Regions from separate parts of the Mus musculus genome. Here all the other regions are linked to region 1. The links are chromatin contacts, called in public Hi-C maps. All regions are on one chromosome and are shown on one strand. Each heading gives the region's core, a stretch centred on a gene start, on an enhancer-like site or on the middle of the called end of the contact. The rest is flanking DNA. Distances are from core to core; before and after follow the strand shown.

Region 1 (3,998 bases), core at 446-2,945:
ACATTCAGTTTTGGGATAAATTCACCCATGAGGAGCTGGGAGGTGACAGAAGGGTACCTAGCAGCATCCTTCTCTCCGTATGAAGAAGCCATGGATCCTTGGTTAGTGACTGTCACATTCCTGCCACCACTGTGCACTATGCCCATAGCCTGCATCTGGAAAGGAGGTCTCCATGTGTGTGTGTGTGTGTGTGTGTGTGTGTGTGTGTGTGTCCTCTCAAAGCCTTAATGGCACTATCTATCTCTTAACTCTCACTTCACCTTGGTGTTTAAAGAGATGCTGGAATCTGTGTCTGCAATCTACCCCAGTTAGAGAAAGCCTTCCCTTACTCTTTCTATCTGATCCCTCTCCCTCTTCCTAGGTCCTGAGCAATGAAAAGACCCTAACCCTCAAATCTGTCCGCCAAGAGGATGCTGGGAAGTACGTGTGCCGGGCTGTGGTGCCCCGGGTAGGAGCTGGGGAGAGAGAGGTGACCTTGACTGTCAATGGTAAGAGCCCCAAACACCAAAATGGGAGTGGGGAATTGGAAGGAGGGGAGAGTCCCAAGGCATCTTGGTAGCAGATGTTGTTCCCAAAGGGGAGGTCACTGACGCTAGGCATGGGTGCCCCTAACACAGCATTCTATCTGTCTGTGGAGGTAAAGGCAAGCTGGTAAGTTTGTGGATCCTTTCCTCCTTTTCAGTGCCTTCCAACGGATCTCAGTAGACGTGTATGAGAGGTGGTGGATTTTATCATGGCTAAGAAAAGGAGGTCAGAGGGTGACCACATTCCTTTATCTACCTTGTCACCCAAGGCCCCTGACAAGGTTCATGGGGAGATTAAGGGCACACCTCTCACTTCTCATGATCACCCACTTCCTGTTATATTTGGGCTGCCCAGGCAGAGAGACATGTCACCCTCCCCAAAGACCAGGCCTACAGTGCCCTCCTGAGGTCAGGGAGCATGTCTTTTCATACACAGTGAACGTAGCCACAGCAGGAAAGTGCGCTCATAGTGGGAGTTCATTGACGACTGCCTGTCAAACACTGAGGGGTGGTAGTGTCAGACCAGACCTGGATGCTGAGAGGAAGGTGCCCATAAGACAGCTAGAACCAATGCAGGACAGACTCAAGAAGTCTGGCAGCAAGATGGAAGTTTCAAGATCCTGGTACAGTGCAAGTGCACACTTGAGCTATGGTCAGAAATCAGGGTTGCCTTTTTATAGGAGTGAGAAACGCCAAGGCCTAAACCCCACCACCACCACTGTGCACTGCTGTGTGCTGCCTCAGGTCAAACTCCTGAGCTTCAGGTCCTTGTGTGAGGCTTCAGGGTCCTGGCCCGAGAGCAGGGTGTGAGGCAAATTCTGAAAATGATCCAAAGTGACTATATCTCAATGCAGAAAGCCACCCACAGACAAATTCATCTCTTCTCCTTCTTTGTGGAAAAAACCAAGCTCAGCTTGATGTCTCTTCAGCATCCCTGCGCTGTCCCCATTACTCAGCTCCTGCCCAGTGGTTCCTCTTCTCTTTCCAGAAGGGCAACTGCTGCAGAGACATGGTCAATCTACTCCAGCTAACCAGACAGCAGAGCATTCACACGTCACCTCTCCCTGGCAGAACCCAGACTCCCAAGCCCTCCTGCCTTTCCTGTGTGTCCCCAGGATGCCACCAATAAATTGGCACTGCAGGGCTAAAAATAACAGCATCTGATCGCGCCTCGGTATATCCATGGCAACACAGGCTGCAGCCTTTTCCTGCCGCGCCTGTGTCTGACACTCCGCTCAGCGCGCCAGGCCACAGTGAAATCGGCAACCCTCCCCACTGCCCGCTCTGGGGAGGGCGCTGAGGAGCCAAGCTGCCATGCCTGTTGTCAGCTGTGACCCCCCCTCCCTCCAAGGCTCGGGACCCTCAGACACACACTTGCCTGGAGCTACTAACTGAGCATCCTTGTGTCTAAGGGAAAGGAAGGAGGGGCTGGCGTTTTTACTGTTGCTTTAAGACATTCAGGCATTTCTTATTGGGAACTTAAAAAGACTTTGGGGGGGGGGGGAAATCTTCCTTTGCTCCTGGGAAACACACACACACACACACACACACACACACACACACACCCCTCAGAAGGACCCACATTCCAGCCTAGGCTCTGGCATCCAGCCAACAGTTATTCTGTCCATTTTTCCCCCACACCCTGCATGGCTTCCCTGGGCTGCTGGGTAGAGAACGGCTGAAGGAATCATCAGGAGGAAGGGAACTGCCCCTTGCTTATTCTCTGCTAGTCACTGTGTGACTGGGACCTAGAAAAAAATGATGCAAAGAGAGGAACATGCCAGCCACCACAAGAGCTGGGAACTGTCTATCCTGCCTGTATTTGGAGAACGGGTGGAGGGGTGGTGAGGTGGTAGCCGGCGGCCCTGGCGTCTAGAACACACCCATCTCACAGCCCTCCTCCTGTGAGTGACAGCCAGACCTGTGGCCTTGGGAAATGAATTGGCACCACTATAATCTGAGCTGGATCAAAGCAGGTACCAGGAGGAAGGGGAAGATAGCTGCCAATTACCCATTGGTTCTCCGAGCCTGCTTTCCTTTATCCTAGTTTTTTGGTTTTCTTTCAAGAAGCCAAAAAAAAAAAAGTATATGTATTTGTTGACAGCTTTTAGAGACCCATGAACCCCCTGGGGATTCCTAGTTCCTGGGAAATGAAAGGAAAAGATTCTTTATGGTATCATCACTTACCCCAGCTGCAAAGCAAAGCATCACCCAGGTGCCACAGAATGTAGTCGCTGTGGCTCGAAGCCAACGGCTTCTTGGAGTAGAGGAACTCTGGGGAGGAAAGCCAGCTTCAGCCCACTTCTAAAGCCTTCTGTGGACAAAGCTCTTACCTTGAGGTCTCCCATATCTGTGCATCAGACAGAGCTATTCCCATTCCGAACTCAGAAGCCATCTCTCCCAATACCTGTTTTTCCCCTTGGCTGAGAACCACTCATAGAAATGCAAATCTGTTTTAATTAAGGTGGTTAATAAACAGCAATTATGTTTGCGGCAATTTTTGTTTTGTTTCCAGCATAATTTTGCCTCTTCTCAGGATCTCTCCCTCTTAGCCATCTTTCCTGAGGTCTAAATCCCAACCATCACCCCAGGGACTGGGATCACGCGAGAATGTTTTCATCCCTACCCTCATTCTTGAACCAGTCCAGCCCAAGTTATATAAAGGAGATAAAGGGCAGTTAACTGGAAGTGTCAGTGAGACAGGCTTCACTCCAGGTGCTATCCCTTGGCTTGCACACACACACACGCGCGCGCACACACACACACACACACACACACACTGATTGGGATAATACTGAGTCAGGTTTGGAGCTGTGGTTTCAACTGGCCTGGCTGGTTGTGTATGTGGAGAAAAACAAGACAGTAAGCTAGAGGATCTTCTAGGACCTGTATAGGATTAGGCTATGAGGTCAGCTAGCCAGACATCCCTTTTGCAAGGTAATTCCCACCCTTGGTGAAGGAACAGCGCCACTTTCCTTTCCTTCGTGGCCCAACAGATACCCAATTTCTTAGGCAAGTTTGCCCTCTGCTGGAAAACTGAGAAATTGCTTGAATTCCAACAAGGAAGCAAGGCTGGATGGCATTCCCATGCCATCTGCTTGGCAATCTTCTCTCATATTGGTGGTTGCCTCGACTCCCTTCCCAAGCTCACCATCTCCTTTGCAAAACACTCCTGCAGATAGAATTATTCTCTCTCCTCTGAAGCCAGTTAGTCTTTATCTGCACCACTCCTGTGGCATGAATACTCACCACCTTTCATGTTATTACTATATCCTGGGAATTCTGTCTTGGACGCATTCACTCGCGTTCCCAGGAGACGTTTATGACGGAATGCCTAATTTATCTTCAGGTCCTCTACCTCGCACTCTGCCTTGCACGCACAGGTCTTCTGTAAACGTTTGCTGAATGCTTGGATTGGTGGACACGCTTCTGAACCCATCAAAAGAGGGTGCCAGCTGGGGCTCTGCCCTTCCT
Region 2 (3,998 bases), core at 405-2,904, 400 kb before region 1:
TTTAAAAAAGAATTATGTTTGGATCTTTTGAGCAGAAAGAAAAATGTACAGAGGGAATCATTAATTTTGAATAAAAACAGGTACTTTTCCTGTAGCCAGCAAGGGAGGGAAATGTGAAATTGGTGTTTTCTACAAACAGCTCAGCGTCACTCCCTAATCTGTTTGCTTGATCTATTATCCAGTTGCCTGCAAACGTGAATGTCTTGTTTGGCCTGGATCTGACTTTTATTCTTTTCCCACTACCTATTTTTTAAGGAGTGTGTTATATGCATAGCTCAGCCTTCATTTGCATCACATTAAAGTAAAACATTTTAAATTTCTTCACAGCAGAGGTAAATCTGACAGACTTTATGAAGCTATTACACCTGCAGGTATTTTATACTTTTAAAATACATTCTTGTCAAGCTATCTTAATTATATTATTATATGTACTTTTGAACTTGTATCCACTATTCTGTGATATATTACACTTTTGACAGAGACGTCCTAAAAAGCTACAATTTATACCCAAGTTCTTTGGCTGAACAAAGATGTATCTGTTCTGGGTTCTGGGAGAGATTTGTTAATTTACACGTGAGGCTGCATGCCATTGCCAGAGCAGGCAGCTTTTACTTCCCCGTTCAGTTGATTATGTGAGGCAGGTGTGACCTCTGGGCTGTTTAAGACCTTGGTATAGGCCAGTGAGCACTGGCCCTCACCTAGGTTGCGTAAGAGGTCTGCCTGAGAAGAGGCCTTAGTTTCGAGTGTTGTTGTCATTCTGGTATTGTTTCAGCACGCCAAGAAAATACAGAGCAAACTGTATCCAAATGACTTTGTCATTCATATTCAGAACCATTCCGGCAGCATTAGGACACATTCTGAGGAAAATGGAACCCATGGGTGGGAGAGAGGTGATAGGAAGAAACCAAAGAGAGCTGAGTCCTGCTCAAAGGAGTCAAGGCCTGAACTTCTTAGGGGGCAATGTCAGTGCTCTGTAAAGTGCACAGCAGCGACTGGAGGTCTGGGCAGCCCAGCCCAATAACTACAAGACAGACAGCCATGTTTCCTCTTCTGCTCCCTGATAGCAGGTGTCGGGGCGGGGGGGGGGGGGGTGGTGGTGGTGGTGCAAACTCCTCAAACATAGACAACAAAGGAATCTTTATTCATGCACGTTTCCAGCATCCAGACCTTTGAGAAACATGTGTGAGAAAGGTAAAGATGGCTTCCATTCTCACCGGGCAGAACTCTCCATGTATGCTGGGCTCATTTACAAATGGTTGGAGAAAATGCCGGTCTTGGTTCATTCTTCTTTCCTAGGAACATGCAGCCCAAACCCGGAAGTCAGCGCACGCACACGGTGCAATAGTTCCGCATTTTCCCCGAGTGGCAGCGCACAGCTGTTGTCGGGATGGATTGATTGGGAAAAAGTCCATTTGGGTGGTTTTTTAGACATCATCTGCTTCTTTTATCAAGCAGGTCTTCGTGGATGCTCTTGAAGTCTGCCCCTGGCTCCAGAGCCCATGCTAGGCCAGCTTCCAGGGTCTGAGTGGGCTTCCTGTTTGGAGAAATGAGCTCTTTGCTGCTTGAGGCCAAGTAGAACAGTTCTGGTCCAACCTTTCCCTATGCAGAGAATATCTTTCCCAGTTTCCACAGCACATGGATGGTGTGGTGATGGGCACAGTGTGATGGCAGCCAGCCTGCTTTTGTTGACTGCAGACTTTCCCATTTGGTGAGCCGTGTGCCAATGTCTCCACTGAACATCTTCTTTGGCAAATACGCAGGTGGCAGAGGGTATGCCTCAGTGAGCTCAGGGTAGCTCTCCTCCTCTGGGGTGGCAGGAGGGGAGCAAGCCTTGAGGCCTCTTAGAGTTCCTACACACCTGATCGATGCCACCTTCCCAGATGATCTATGCAAATGCATAGGTAGTTTGGAGGGAGCATCTGTCCGTCTAGTTTGGGGCCTGCCAAGCCTGGCACCACGCAGCTTTATTAGAGCCAGGAGGGCCAGCCAAGACTATGGTGACATGAACTGGCCAGGAGCCTGCACTCAACTAAGTCATTTGCCTCTTCCAATGTGGCCTCTGATTTATCACAAAAGATTTGCCTTCCAAGAGATTGGCATCTCTAAAGTCCAAAATGGAAACCAGAAGGAGAAGCCTGCGGACCTGGGTAGCAGTTTGGTTGTGACCCAGGCATCTCTGAGTGGCAGTCATTTGCCTGGATGGGGCCTCCAGCTGGCCTCAGCATTAGAAACCAGTTTGGCTCAGGTGTCACATTCAGTAATTACACCCTCTACAGTGGCCAGCTACCTTATGGATCAACAATGGAGTGTGTAGCCCAGACAGTCCAGCATTTGGAGGAGGTTTCTCAGTGTGGTCACAATGTTGCAGAATGACAAAGGCAGTCCAGAATAGAAAAGGGTAGGAAATGGTGGCAGACACATCATGGACTGATGGACTGTGGCGATGCATTACAGACAAGAGTCCCACCCAGAGTATCAACACCTGTGTTACCTACTAGCTCTGCACTCACCCTGCTCATTAATTAACTGCTTCAGCCCCGTTGAGCACCAGGCTGTACAGAGACCCAATGAGGCTCAAGCTCCTCTGAAAGAATGTTTGAAATGGGTTCCAGAGGTACTCAAGAGACTGTTTGAAAGGTCACTCAAAGATCAACAAAGCAATGAGCCCAGTACAAAACCCTAAAGAACACTGTAGCTCTGGAAACTGATCTTCATCGCTTAGAAAGTAGTGAGGGGATGGGACTAGCTTGCCTTTGTGTGGCGGGAATCAGTTTTCAAGATGACTTACCTAGCACCATTCTGCAAAAGGGATCTACAGTAACGACTCAGTGTGACACAGTCCCTGCTTCCCGGGTCTTTAAAATACTGGTTGGAATGGGATAAAAGAAATAGGTAAATAATCCAAATAGCATGATGAGTGTACCACAGGAGGGATCCAGTCCACTCACAGTGGGTGAGCACCTAAGCTGCTGGAAGCATGTGGATCTGGTTTATAGTACTTGAGCAGGACCCTATAGCTCAATTGGGGGAAATTAGCTATTAATAAACATGCCTACCTCTATAATTAATAGACTACAATTCCCTATGCTAGTTCCTGCTTCCAGAGACAGACCCCATGACTCCCGTGCCAAGATGTTCATACAGGTGACCCCTGAACAAACTGCAGGAGGGCGGGAAGGCAAACAGGTATGAAGCTTGGCCAGCCAATGAAAAGATCGTTACTAACAAGTCACTATCTGAAAGCAAGGCTTAACTTTGCTCAGAACAGACCTCAGAGCCATTCCACCAAGGGGCATGGAAGCCATATTCATCCATCATTCTCATCTATCACTCACTAGGGGTATCTCTGAGGAATTAACTCCCTAGGATTTCAGTTCTTTCCTAATAGAAAATCTGTCCTTAGGCAGAGAGAGCCTCCCATGTTTGCCATAGCAGATTCCTGGGTTAGATGCTAAAGGCCGCGTGCCTGCATTATTCTGCTTCCCCAAAGCCCCTTGTTAAAATCTAACCCCTGAGAGGACAGTGTGAGGAGCCAGGGCCTTAAGGAAGTGATCTATCCATAAAGGTGGGGCCCTGGTAAATGGGACTAATGCCTTTATAAAAGGCCTCACTTGTGTATGGCTTCTTCACCACTTCCCACCATGTTAAGACCAAATGCTCAGAAGCCTATAGGTGAATGAGGAGCCAGAACCTCACCAGACAGCACATCAGCCTTGGACTTGGACTTCACGACCTCCAGGAGGCTGAGAACCACATTCTGTTACTTACAAGCCACCCAGGCTGTGGTGTTCTGTGGACAGTGCAGAGAGAGAGAGCAGAGTTGAGCAGAGTTGTTCCAAGGAGAAGACAGGACACCAACAGAATCAACAACAGTTGATGAGCAGCACCTGTTTGTATCGAATGCCCCAGAACATTCGGTACTTTTACCCTTTATCAAATGGTATCTTCCTGGCCATTCTGAAGAAAGGCTGTGTAGGCAAGACAGTTTAGAAGCCATC
Region 3 (3,998 bases), core at 751-3,250, 310 kb before region 1:
GCTTCTCCATCATGGTTGCCCTGCTCTGAAAAGGTCCCCTCCCATCTCATTTGTATAAATCAGCTCTCTTCCACTGTAACAAAATGCCTGAGATGTACAACTTGAAGAAGGTGGTTGTAGACTCTACCTTGTGGTCCTTGCTCTCTTTGGAAGGTGAGGCATTACACCATGGCAGAAGAACACAGCACTGCTGTTCACACCTCACTTCCCAGATGCCAGGAAAATGAGGGAAAGGAAGGAGCCTGCATTTCAGAGTTCCCTTCAAGATCACACACACACTGATGTCCGAGTTTCTCGCAATAGACCCTATCTCCCCAAAGTTCTATTTCTTCCACACAGTAATAACCTGGAGAGCAAATTTTTACGACCCAGGTCTTTAAGGAACTAAGGCCTAAATCCATCGCTCAACTTTAGCATATGTTGAAGATCTTTTTTCTCACCTAAAAAGAATTAAATCTGTAGTTCCTGACCTTGAAAGACTAATGTTAAGTGCATAGTTTTTTCAGGATAGTACATTCGTTTGTCTGAATAGACGAGAACATAAATGTGAACACTGTAATCCAGCTTTCTTTAGGTCATAGAAGTACATCCTCTAGCAATATATTTGGGGTGCAGTTGTCCCTCTAGAAAATTCTGTTTAGAAACAGACCATGTTCTTGACCAACATCACAAATAGGGTCCAACAATGGTCTCCAAAGACTTCTCATTTATCACTGACCACTAATAGAAAAAAAAAATCCAACCTACATCTAGGATATACACATTTCTCTGCAATGCATATATATGTACTCCAATTGTAAAGATGTATATTTTTTAAAGTACTATCAACACAATAGGAATGGTAGAATTAAAATCTACAACGGCTTGTCTATGTACCCCCAGAAAGTCAAACAGGTCCCTTGAAGTACATTAAACCCACTCTGGAGGCCAGTGTCTTACACAAGACAGCAGCTGACAAACTCAAATGTGTTTTGCAAACCATACCTTTTAAATAGTTTGGTTTATGTTTTTGTTGAGGTTGTTTGTTTGTTTGTTTGTTTGTTTGTCTTTTCCTTCTCCAATTCAGTGCTCAGGCACCTAATCCCAACCAGTCCCATTCCATTTTGTGAGTTAAAAAAAATAATAATGATGACATACCTTCATATCTGCCAAAGGGTTTTTCTTTCCTTTTGCTTTCTTTTCTTTTCTTTTTTCTGCTGCAGAAGCAGTTTGAGAGAGAAGTTGTCATCTCGCCCCACAGTTATGTAAATCAGATAGTTATTTTTGACACTGGTAAATAATAGTTCTGTGCACTGACACTGTTTGCCTACCTTATCCTGTAAGGTCTCCAGTCAGAATTCAGATGTTAGTAAGTGATTAGCATTAGGGGGCTATGGCAAGCAATTTCTACAGTGTTCTTCACCTATCCTGAAAAGGTGATTAGTAACATTGGTAGGGAGAGGGGAGGGAATGTCACACAGATTGCTTCTTTTGATCAAGTCAAATCAAGATGTGTGATGAGAAGATTGGCTGGTACATATGTAACATCCGTAGCCTGGGTTGTCCCACATTCAGGTTGACATTAACACGGTCTGCTTTTATCAGAAAGTCATCTGACTTCTCTTCAGACGGTGTGAAAATCCCTACCCCATATGATAAGATTACTACAAATTATTTGATGCAGAGCAAAAAGTAGAATAAAAAACGGTGTATTGATGGTGACAATACAAAAAAAAAACAGCACTATTATAAAAAATGCCTAAAAAAACCTAAGACAGTGTTCCCTGCCCACTCTAAAAATAGCTAATTGAGAAAGATTCCTTTATGTTAATGTTCTTAATTGCTGAGGCAGTTTTACAGGAAAGCCAGTTAGTTACTGGCTAGTGCTTTGAGAGTCCTAATAGCCAAAGCCAGGGGCTCCCTTAAATAACGTCACAGCAGGAGAGCCTTTGCCTTCCTGTGTGACTGTACTGGAAGTCTTTCTGGCTAATTAGTGAATCAGTCATTATGCAAATGAGCAACTCCTGATTGGCAACAGCTTGTATCTTTTCTCCACCACCCTTGCAAATGAGGCCAACTGAGTGGTTGTTTGCAGTCTTAAATGCAGAATAAGAAAATGATAAAAGTCCTACAGATGGTCTCCTTTGGAGATCACATGACCTAATATCTCTCTTTGCAGATGAGGAACCAGCCCTTAGAGGTTGGGAGTCTTGCCTAGAGTCCCTGACTCAGCGAGTGGTAAAACTGAGCTCAAATCCAGTTATTGTTTTCTTTAGTTTGGTTTTTAACTTGGAAGAGTTCTTTTGTTTTCACTGCCTTTAATTTTTATCTCAGTTTGTAAGTTTGGTATTGTGCACACAGCATCTGGAGGGATGCTGCATAGCAATCTGGGAAAGGATAGGATAAAAATGGCGCCAGGTCAAGGAATCTTAAGACCTAAGATGCTTTGGACTTGAACTTCTGACTTTCTCTTTCTGAAGATCTTGAAGCTTTTTTTCCAAGGGAAATATCCCTGTGTCTTAGGCCAGTGGCAAAAGTGATGGACATGACATTCACACGCCCTTGACCACCTCTGCCTGCTTAGGAAGTGTCCGGGGTTTCTGTTTTTCCCTTGAGATCTAAGCTGAGGCCAATGTTTTAAGTCAGAAAATTTGTATTATGAAACCGCTACACTTCTGAACGGTTGTGGCCAGATCTTTTCTTTCTTCTTTTCTTCTTCTTTTTTCTTTCTTTTTCCAACTCCCTTTGTAATCATCTCAAAGCCAAGTGCTCATTTCCAGCAGAACCTTAAACATTGTGCCTTTATGTAGCACAGCTTTTAATTTTCCTCCCTAACAGAAGTGATTGTTTATGTTGTAAATGCCACATTAGTCTCCATGAAATGGAGATGGAATTGATTTTCATTTCAGAGATTTCACAGCTTGCCCCAGAACTTTATGCTTGATTGCCAATGCTCTGAAATGCCTGGGCTTCCGAGAGGCTTAGAAATGATGTGTGTAACACGGCATAGCAAAATGTGAGAACGGGAGCCACATTTGTCACAGGGCAGACCCCTAAGTCTCAGTGAATGTATCTGGCCAGGAAGCCAAGGAAACCAATGTCCTGAGCTCAGGCAAGGATCGTGTCAAAAAACAGAGTACAGTCCAACATGAACTCAATCCATAGCACCATCAGTTTCCCTGCCCAGTGTCTGGAGGATTATCTGCAGAGCCCCTCTTTCCCAAGAACCTACTCAGAACCTCTTCATATGTTAGGAGCAAAAGGAGGTGACGTATATCCTTTAAGAAGCTTGTGATCTAACTGGGGAGCAAAAACACAGGATGCCACCAGAGAATTTGGCAGGGACCAGGGGATGTGCTCCAAGCTGAATTTGGAATGTATGCTGCTCAGAGCCAAGGAAGGAGATGGCTGCGCTGGCACACGGTGAGGAGGGGGCAGACAGAGGCAGGTGTCAGAGTGACCCAAACCAAAGGTTTTATTTTTGCCTTATCTCCCCCTCTGCTTTTGGATCTGCAGCCCCCACCTCCTGGGGGAGCCTGTTGCATTCAGTGGCTGAAGCCAACATGAGCAGATGGTGACACTCTCTTCCAGGGATGTGAGATGCTGCCACAGGCATTCCATGGGCTTGAACCATAATACATCTGTCCTGGTCTTAGTCAGTTGTTGGTCTAATCGTCTCAAGACCAGGCCTTCCAGAGGACCCAACATACTGCATAGTGTATGCCCCGTCCTTGAACTCTCAGAAATCTCTACAGCTTCAAGAACTCCCCCATAACTGAAGGTGTCTGAATACAATTGACCTTCCATACAATACAATACAGATATTAATTATCTGTCTACGTATCATTTGTTACATCCAACAGACCACTTTAAAGGCTTTATGTTTAAATAAGGGTAGGCAGAGCAACATCACTGCTGCTCACAGTTTCCATGGCAGGGTTGGGGTAGATCAGTGATGCTGGAAGACATCAGGGGAATCTCATTTTGAATGATTATCATCATTGTTAATTTGAACATTT

What was found. A called contact is a pair of places that touch in the nucleus more often than the background predicts.
Region 2: a contact with region 1 is called in a Hi-C map of cerebellum, with 2.0 times the contacts expected there. The contact joins two enhancer-like sites. A contact is called at or near these places in 2 of 15 datasets of contacts at CTCF or cohesin (both in the NIH/3T3 cell line), 1 of 484 Hi-C or Micro-C datasets (cerebellum), 1 of 115 datasets of contacts at active chromatin or transcription factors (embryonic basal ganglia) and 1 of 9 other capture datasets (embryonic stem cells).
Region 3: a contact with region 1 is called in a Hi-C map of forebrain, with 4 times the contacts expected there. The contact joins two enhancer-like sites. A contact is called at or near these places in 1 of 15 datasets of contacts at CTCF or cohesin (the NIH/3T3 cell line), 2 of 484 Hi-C or Micro-C datasets (forebrain and nephron progenitors), 1 of 115 datasets of contacts at active chromatin or transcription factors (pancreatic cancer cells) and 1 of 9 other capture datasets (embryonic stem cells).

Annotation. Positions count from the first base shown.
Region 1 is chr9:35,016,061-35,020,058 of GRCm38.p6, forward strand. Kirrel3 (kirre like nephrin family adhesion molecule 3) reads left to right here. Exons shown (of 17, transcript NM_001190911.1): 10 at 362-488. Among named protein-coding and RNA genes, the nearest start is that of Kirrel3os, 10 kb to the left of the region's middle. Within about 2 kb of position 1,696, at least 79 of the 459 cell types and tissues checked have an H3K27ac peak or open chromatin away from gene starts, as enhancers often do. A contact at or near this core is called in cerebellum and forebrain, where this site is marked.
Region 2 is chr9:34,611,352-34,615,349 of GRCm38.p6, forward strand. All of the region lies in intron 1 of Kirrel3 (kirre like nephrin family adhesion molecule 3), which reads left to right. Among named protein-coding and RNA genes, the nearest start is that of Kirrel3, 120 kb to the left of the region's middle. Within about 2 kb of position 1,655, at least 2 of the 459 cell types and tissues checked have an H3K27ac peak or open chromatin away from gene starts, as enhancers often do. A contact at or near this core is called in cerebellum, where this site is marked.
Region 3 is chr9:34,710,236-34,714,233 of GRCm38.p6, forward strand. The region is part of intron 1 of Kirrel3 (kirre like nephrin family adhesion molecule 3); the gene reads left to right. Among named protein-coding and RNA genes, the nearest start is that of Gm33561, 140 kb to the right of the region's middle. Within about 2 kb of position 2,001, at least 16 of the 459 cell types and tissues checked have an H3K27ac peak or open chromatin away from gene starts, as enhancers often do. A contact at or near this core is called in forebrain, where this site is marked.